3 separate regions of the Mus musculus genome follow, and regions 2 and 3 are each linked to region 1. The links are chromatin contacts, called in public HiCAR-type and HiChIP or PLAC-seq maps. All regions are on one chromosome and are shown on one strand. Each heading gives the region's core, a stretch centred on a gene start, on an enhancer-like site or on the middle of the called end of the contact. The rest is flanking DNA. Distances are from core to core; before and after follow the strand shown.

Region 1 (2,802 bases), core at 171-2,670:
CAGTGAGCATGTGGGTGCTAGGGACCCTAACTCAGGGCATGATGCACGGCAAGCACTTTACCAACTGAGCCATTTCCTCAGCCGGCAAGTTCAACTGCTTTAGTCACGATTTTGTGGATGTAAAACTTTAGCAACTTGGCATGATTGTAAACTTTGGCTTTTTCTAATAACTCTTTCCACATCATGCATAGCAGCAGCTGGGAATAAATCAGTAATTTTACAAAAGACAAATTAATGGAAACACATGTTGTCATCCAGAAATTCTTGTTTGGGATAAATCATACTAAGATAACCACTCTATCCTGTAACAACGCAGTGGGGACTTACTTGGATGCACTCATGTAAGTCACCTAAGGGCACCAAGGAGATTCGTGCTGCCGGTTTGGATACTAGCTGTCCTTATTCGCAACTCCTCGCCTCACTGTGCCTCGGGTTTTGGGTCTATATAGGACACCGAGGAGAAATGCCAGAGTTGAGGCTCTGAGCTGTGGGGGCGGGGTGGAGGCATAGCCAAGCCTGCACATAGGAACGTGCGAGCTTCCGGACTTTAACAAACCAAACCACTCATATCTCCTTCCATCTTAAGCTTCTAATCAAGCTGGTTAGCTCTTCCTTCTGACGCCAGAAAGGACTGCACTTGAGCAGTACTCAGCAGACCCTGGCTGAGTTCAGAGACAAGCCTGCTGGCCAAACCTGCCAGGCCACCCCTCAGGTGTATCACTTCCTAGAAGCCTCTGGGGGCTCTTTGTCACTTGCACACGACACCCTACAGTCTCAGCTGCCTGGGCCAGCCCCAGAGGCCCAGACCCCCTCCTTGCTGTGGGCTCCTTAGGATTCCCTGGCTGTGGCTACTCCCATCCGGGTTTGCGCCCTTATCCTGCTAGTCACCGACTGCCGTGTCCTTGGCAAAGTTTCTCAGTCTCTCTGTTGACTCATTGGGGAAACTGAAGATCCAAACAGTGGCAGACAGGGATGCTCCGGGGATCAGCGAGCAGCAGAGCCCCTGAGTCCTGGAAACTAGGCTGGCGCCTTCTCCACGACACTGCCCTGTAGCCCGGCGCCTTGGAGGGCGGGTTCCTGAGGTCCGACAGGGCAGGGCAATGCCGGGGCTAAGGCAGTAGGTAACCCGCCCCACTCAACCGTTCCTTTCCGGGACCGTGGTCTCGTTGGCCCAAGCCGGCCAAGCAGTCCTGGGCAAGCTCAGCAACAGGAGGCCACTCACCACTACGTGCGCGCCGGGCAGCGCGAGGGGCTTGGGACTGATGAGCGGCGACACCATGTAGAGGAGCAGCACGAAGGCCACGAGGCCGGCAGCGGCCAACAGCAACATCTCTGCCGAGCGACTACTGGGAGATCACATGCACCAGCAGCCGGGAGTGTTTGGGTTTGCGAGCGAGGGCGGGACGGCGGCGAAGGGAAGAGGAGGAGCCTGGGCGGGGCGGTCTCCGCTGTCGGACTAGCTCCTGGGCCCGCGCCCCCTTCAGCTTCAGGCTGCGGCTGCGCAGGCTGTGCGTGCGTAGGCTCCGGGTACTTGGCCTCCCCGTTGGCCCGCCCGCCAACGTCGTGGGAGGCTTGCAAACGGTGGCTTTTGGATCCACGGATTTTGTTCTGTGCCTAAGTCCTGGTATTCTTCTTTGAAATCACAGATTCCAGTTCGTGTATTTATGGCTCACTCAGAAAATGGTCACCGCTCCCTTTCGCTTTGAGCGTTGACTTGGATTTCTGATAATTGAATTTCGCTGAAAACTGTACATACATCCTGTAACCAAAGCAGATGCAAACGCGGAGGCGCGGGGAGCCACCGTTGTAGAGATTTAATTCCAACATCTGGTCCACCGACTTAAAATAGTTTTAGTTTAGTGTCTAAACTATCGCCACAGTCTTTTGTCGCCCTACACAGCAACCCTATAGTCATTAACAGTCACAGTTCAGTTTCTCTCTCTCTCTCTCTGTATAGCCCTGGCTGTCCTGGAACTCACTTTGTAGACCAGGCTGGCCACGAACTCAGAAATCCACCTGCCTCTGCCTCCCGAGTGCTGGGATTAAACGCGTGCACCACAACGCCCAGCTCATTTTCTCTTAAATGGTGCAGTTATAGGCAATCACAAAGCTCTCTGGACTTGTCTATTCATACAAGTGGAGTTCTAATAATATGCCCTCTGCAGTGCCTAGCTTCTTTGACTTAGCATACTAAGATTCTTCCATACTGTACCTATCAGTATTTAATTTCTTTTTATTGTTGATAATATCCTAGTGTAGGCTAGATTATTTTTTCACTCATCACTTTTTGATCAAAACAATAACAAAAGAAAAAAAAAGCTACTGGATCCAAAAGGAAGGAAGGTCTTTTGCTAGAAAGCTTTAAGTCCTGTGCTAGATCCCTCTGGCCCCACAAGGTAGGTTGTCCTCTGACCTCTACTAGTATGTCTTGGCGTTCACCATCACACTCACTGAATACATTTTTGGTAAGGTCATGTATGGCCAGCCTCCTTTAAACAAAGCCATTCCTATTAAACCTCCCCAAAGCAAAGAAAGAACTTACTTTCTGGATTAGGATGATATAAAGCTAACATCTAGCCTTTGGCCAAAGCTCATTTGAGCAAAACAAACCTCCAACACTTGGAGGGTTCACTGGGTAGCCAGAGATTTTAAACTCTATTTCTCAATATAGCTGGCTATCCATATTGTATTATAATCGTAACAAAGAACAACCTGTGCTATTGTGTCACAGTAAGGTATTAAATCCCAAATCTATGTACTTTCACATATAAGCTTTTGAGTGTGCATGCTTTGGCTCTCTCA
Region 2 (2,700 bases), core at 135-2,634, 310 kb before region 1:
AGTAGTAAAAGCAGACATTCATGAAGTAGAAAAATACACACAAAAGAAAATCAACAAAGGCAAACATTCTTAGAAAAGAAACCAAAATAAACACCTCACAACATTGATCCATCAACATGAAGTAGGAACTTAGTGGTGGGTAAATTATAATTATGAATGCTGTAAGCATGAAGTGGGAGAAGGCCGCTGTAAGCCACAGCTGGTTCTGTTGCAAGCCTGTGACCTTGGGGAATACACTCTCTTCTGTCTGTCTGACACAGCTCCGATCTCAAATGGCTCTGGAACAGTTTAATAGAGTTCATTAAAAGGCACAGTCTAGTGATCTGGAGGGATCTGGGAATCTGCATTGACAACATGGTCCGCAGTGATACAGAAGATACCTGCCTGCTTTTTCATGGGTTAGGCTACCCGCTGACTACTCATTCCAAATTTCCTAATTTCTTCCTATATCACCCACAGATGGTAAAGCTGAGATTCACCAAAGTCAAACCCTAAATAACCATCAAAGAACAGAAAGAAAATAATAGAAAAACCTCCTATCACCCTCTAAATCTACTACAGGACACACTTAGGATATCACCTGCAATCAAGCCCCATTCTCTTTTCTCCTCCTCCTCTCCTCTTCCTCCTCCTCTTCTTTCTTTTCTTCCTCTTCTTTCTTTTCCTCTTCCTCTTCCCTTTCTCCTCCTCCTCCTCTCTTCTTCCTCCTCCTCTTTTTCCTCTTCTTCCTTTTCTTCTTCTTCTTTCTCTTCTTCCTTTTTCTCTTCCTCTTCCCTCCTCCTCCTCTTTGCTTGTTTTGTTTAGATGAAGCAATTCTATGTTATAGGAGATGTGCCGATTGAAAGCTCACATATCGACATGGTCCATGCCAATAAGGAAGTAGGGTGATGCAGTCACCTTTTGCATCCATTGGCAATAGCCACTTGAACACATTTCCTTTTCTAATTACATAAGCGGAATTTCTATTTGTCTTCACACAATGCTTCAGAGGCATATCTTAATTATTGCAACATTATTAGCAGTTGAATAAGAAGTCAGTTTGATATTCGGGAAATAAAAGTCTTACATAAAGCTTTCTAGAGCATGAACTTCCTCTGTGTAAGTCAAGGAGAAATTGATTAAGTCATTTGCTTGAGTGCACAGAATGATAATTTTCTTTCATTTAAAATGTCTAACAGCAGTAAGAATTGTCATCATAAATCTTTAAGTCCTAAGCTAAAGGAGAAAATGCTTATGCAGAAAGATGAACAGGTTGGAAAATATTTGCCCTGACTGAATCAAGACCTGAGAGAAGGTATGTTGTCAACATGAGCCAGCTCTGGGGTGAGGGTGTGTGTAGACAATGTCCACCATTGTCTTTTCCCAGCCACCCCAGGAACTCTGAAGACTACGCCCCTACAAGGAATGTTCCTACCAAGATCAGCTAAACCTGCTCCCTTGATCCAGCAGTACTCGATAAATCCTGCCTCCTTGCTTATCTGTATGTAACACCTTATCTGTATGTAATCAACTTTGTTCAGCTGTTTGCAATAACCCTGCTTCCTTGTTCAACTCTGTGTAACTAACATGCTGAGTTTCTGGGGTTCTGCAGTTTCTCCAACAGAGCCCAGACCACTCCATCACAGCTGGGTGCTGAGAATGGAACCCAGATCCTCTACAAAAACAAGTCCTTTAAACTGTGGAACAGTCTGTCCAGCCTCCAACGTCCGGTTTTCTGGAACCTTCCTTCTTCATCGTGAAATCTTAGCAGAGATATTGGTGATGGAGGGCTAGTTATACATGGGAAAGTTGGCAAATTATTTTCCATGAAATCCAAGATAAAAATAGATTTAAATGAATCTCCACAGAGCAGAAACACTATAAAAACAAAATCTCCTGGTGGGTGGGGCTGAAGCTTCTGGTGACCAGACCAGAGACAAAACAGTGGCCTAGGAAGCCTAGTTGTCTGGAGGTCAGAGACCAGGTAGTCTTCTCACCTAGTGAGGGTTTAAAACTATTGTCTTCCAGAAATATAAGCCTGTGCCCAGGCTATCCTGCTAATGGAACTGGAAATGCCCAACTCCCCTGTAGCAAGAAAAGAGTGGTGATCATATTTGGAAGTTCTCTATTTGGAGACTCGATCTGGCTCAGAAGGAAAAACAAAACAAAACAAGAAAATCCCCATCTCTAGTCTGTGTACCCAGCCAGCAGAACTGAAACATTTAGAAACTTCTAGAAAGTTTGCAGCAGTGGAGGAAATGCCAGTGTAAGAAGAAAGTGCAAGACAAACTGGAGATATAGGTGAGCAAAGAGAGAATGAAAAAAGAATAGCAGACACATCTGGGAGGATCTGCCTCCCCCTCCAGCAGCACTGTCACACAACAACTGCTGCTCCCAGCCCCCAGCTGCCCCAGTGATAGAAACCAGAGTCTCCTGAAAATGTCCTCTTCAAATGGGAAGGAATGGCTGGGACCCTTCTTCCTGATTGAGGGAGCAGGAGGAAAGCCATGAGCCATGTATTCCACATGGCTGCCTATTTCCTCTGCTTGCTCACCTATGTGATAAGATGACAGTAAAAAGCAAACTTAGAGGATGGCATCAGTAGAGGACAGAGCTCAGTGAACATTTGCAGAAAGTTGACTGAGCAGGACTGAGGGGCCACTCTGAGGCACATGCAGAATATGGCTGTTGTCTTTAGGACATGGAAGGATGCCTTTGGAT
Region 3 (2,700 bases), core at 53-2,552, 360 kb before region 1:
AGTAACACTGCACCCCTGCAACCTCCTTGGCCCCACTGACAGGGGCTCCTTGTTGCTTTACCCATGGTCCTATGCACCCCAAGGGCTCCAGAGGCTCATCCTGCAGATATGTGTGTTCCCCAGCATCTGTACCTCCACTTGAGGTGCTTGGAGCAGGTCCTCGGTGTGTCTGAGGGCTGCTTGGCCACTTTTAAACCTGACCTAGATGTCTTTTCCCATTCTGCACAAGTTCTAAACCTCTCTGGGCCTCCAGCCCTTGCTCAGACATGGTCTGGGCTTCTCTAAGGAAGCTGAAAGGAGACACCTAAGTTGACTTCCCTCCTTTCTCTTTTTTCCTGGACCTACCTTGCGCCCCCCACCCCCTGCCTCAGCTGTGTGAATTCTTGCTCAATGGAGACATAACGAACATCTACATCCCCATAAAGTTCTAATGACAAAGATATATGTAATTCTACCAAAGTTCAACTAGGGAGTTTATTGGCCTTACCTACAGAACATGGGTGAGGGATTGTATATAGGAGCTTGGGTGACCCAAAACAGCTACACTGCAGTCTTCACCCAGCATGGATGGTGGTGTCCCCAATAGTCACACAGATACAGCTTCCTTTAGTCAACTGTCCCCAGTCTATGTACTCCAAGCCACATAAAATTAGGGAAGAATTGCAAACAAATGGCTAGGACAGATGGCTGGAATCCCAGGTAAGGGTTCAATGACTCTCCCTATTCTGTACTCTTAGGGAATGTGCTCAGTCCACAGACCGGCTGGTGGGCACAGGATGGCTGAGCTGCTGTTTGCTTGGAGAACCAAGTTCTTCAGCATCCCTGCAGCTCCTCAGCATCTTGGGGCCTTGTGCTCTGTTCTGCTCCATTTGAGCTGGGCTTGCTGTAGTCCATCCACCTCCTGCTCCTCCAGGCAGGCTCCATCCTACAGTCCCCAGTACCCTCAGAAGGTGAGTGACCACACAGGCCTGGTTGAGAAGATCCCACAGGCTCGGCAGAGGGGTCATTTCTAAGACAGCCCACCAGAATTCAGTGAACCAAGAGTAAGCAATCCAGTCTTGCAGAGTTGATTGACTTAAGAGAGGAGAATGTTCCACGGGGCCGGAAGCTAATCCAGAAAAGGGAAGGTGCCCTGACCCAGTGTGTGGAGGTTGGGAATCCTCCCTTCCAGACATAGCTTTGCTCTGTCTGCTCGATGGAGTGTTCTTCCACCTCCAAGGCAAGCCCTTGACTATTCTCCTTGTCTGCTCCTCTGACCTCCCGAGGCTGCAGATGCCATGAGTCATTTCAATACCGACTCTTCCACACTTGCTCTTGGCAGCCTCCCCGGAAATAAAATGCTTTGCAAGATTAGTATTCACCACAAAGAATGTGTTTCTCCATTTTTTTTTTACAACTCATTTTTTAATCTCAATGGTTTCAGCTTGTTGCAACCACAATGTGTTACAATTAAATATTAGAAGCGGAAGCAGAGGGGGAAAGGTTGCCTTGACAAAATTTATGTCAAATATTGAAGCTTACAGCAGAACAATGAATCACCGTATTAGTTTCTATAGACATGCAGCTGCTCACACAATAGGCTTGCAAAAGTACCTGTCCTTTCACAGAGCAGCATGTCTGCGGACTTGAGCTAAGCTTCCAGGATACTCATGGCTTTTATCCCCAGGGGTTTGGAGGGGAGTCAGGCAGGAGGCTATGGTCCTCATCGCAACATCTTCTGTGCACGGATAGGAGGGCTATCCAGTGTCTGTGCTCATGAGAATCAGTCATTTTTATGACTGTGGTGAGCTAACGTTGAGTCACCAACTCTTCTGCCTGGATACATCTTCAAGGCAGTGCTGAGGAAATAAATTGGGAAAGTCATTGGAAAATTATTACCTGAAGTCAAGATTCCAGATATTTTACCACGGGCTTAGAAAATTAATTTTCTTCTTCCTCCCTCCCCCTCCCTCCCTCTGCCATCTCTCCCTCCCTCCCTCCCTCCTTCTCTCCCTCCTTCTGTCCTGCCTTAAAGCTCAGTGACAGACACAAGATCCTAAACTCTGATGGAACAGCAATGACTCCGCCAGCCTCTCCTTGCCTTCCACACACAAGAAGCTGACGGTGATCACCAGAACCTCGGTAAAAAGGCCAAGCACACAGCTTCTGGGAAGCCATTGGTTCTAAAAGGTGAAACCTTACCTGTCCTTTTAACAATTGATTCCAGCACAAAATCCACTTCCAACATGAGAACAGAGTTAAGCTGCTAAAGGAAACCCTATCTTAAGCTGGATGCATACACGTAGGTGGAAGACAGTGGCTTCTGTCTGGTCATACGATGATCCCCCTTCCTGAAAATGCTGAGAGCAAACTCACATGTATACTGATGCTCATGAACCTATCCAGCATTATTATATGCAAGCATGTATCTATTTTTATCAAGCAACCTGAAGTATATGATGCATTCCATTTTGAGACAGCCCATCAACAGGTTTGGCAGTATGTGGGGCTTATTTCCAGCAGACTCTCTGAGGTAAGAGCTATAGAAGGACTGTGGGCAGATCTCTTCTTGGTCTCCAAGAGGTACTGAAACAAAGAAATACAAGTGTGTGGTTTCTGACACAGTCCTGGAGTCTAGAAGCCCAAAGCAATGTCAGCATCCCCACTCCTCTGAGGCTCTGGCATAACTTACTTGCCTATCTCAGCTTCTATGGGTCGGGC

Evidence for each region. HiCAR-type assays count read pairs that join an accessible place to other places. HiChIP or PLAC-seq counts read pairs in DNA pulled down with a chosen protein or histone mark.
Region 2: a contact with region 1 is called in an H3K27ac HiChIP or PLAC-seq map of extraembryonic endoderm stem cells, with 3 times the contacts expected there. The contact joins the enhancer-like site here to the promoter of Kdsr in region 1. A contact is called at or near these places in 4 of 39 promoter capture datasets (the 3T3-L1 cell line, cranial neural crest, frontonasal cranial neural crest and 1 more), 1 of 484 Hi-C or Micro-C datasets (bone marrow-derived macrophages) and 6 of 115 datasets of contacts at active chromatin or transcription factors (bone marrow-derived macrophages, double positive thymocytes, embryonic basal ganglia and 2 more).
Region 3: a contact with region 1 is called in a HiCAR-type map of astrocytes, with 3 times the contacts expected there. The contact joins the enhancer-like site here to the promoter of Kdsr in region 1. A contact is called at or near these places in 7 of 39 promoter capture datasets (3T3-L1-derived adipocytes, cranial neural crest, frontonasal cranial neural crest and 4 more), 1 of 15 datasets of contacts at CTCF or cohesin (the NIH/3T3 cell line), 2 of 484 Hi-C or Micro-C datasets (bone marrow-derived macrophages and nephron progenitors), 22 of 115 datasets of contacts at active chromatin or transcription factors (the 230-238 cell line, the NIH/3T3 cell line, acute myeloid leukemia and 18 more) and 2 of 9 other capture datasets (adipose tissue and liver).

Annotation. Positions count from the first base shown.
Region 1 is chr1:106,758,322-106,761,123 of GRCm38.p6, forward strand. Kdsr (3-ketodihydrosphingosine reductase) reads right to left here and starts at 1,421. Exons shown (of 10, transcript NM_027534.2): 1 at 1,223-1,421. The coding sequence starts at 1,330.
Region 2 is chr1:106,448,562-106,451,261 of GRCm38.p6, forward strand. No RefSeq gene overlaps it. Among named protein-coding and RNA genes, the nearest start is that of Gm41928, 74 kb to the right of the region's middle. Within about 2 kb of position 1,385, at least 21 of the 459 cell types and tissues checked have an H3K27ac peak or open chromatin away from gene starts, as enhancers often do. A contact at or near this core is called in extraembryonic endoderm stem cells, where this site is marked.
Region 3 is chr1:106,399,724-106,402,423 of GRCm38.p6, forward strand. No RefSeq gene overlaps it. Among named protein-coding and RNA genes, the nearest start is that of Gm41928, 120 kb to the right of the region's middle. Within about 2 kb of position 1,303, at least 106 of the 459 cell types and tissues checked have an H3K27ac peak or open chromatin away from gene starts, as enhancers often do. A contact at or near this core is called in the NIH/3T3 cell line, astrocytes, bone marrow-derived macrophages and 2 more, where this site is marked.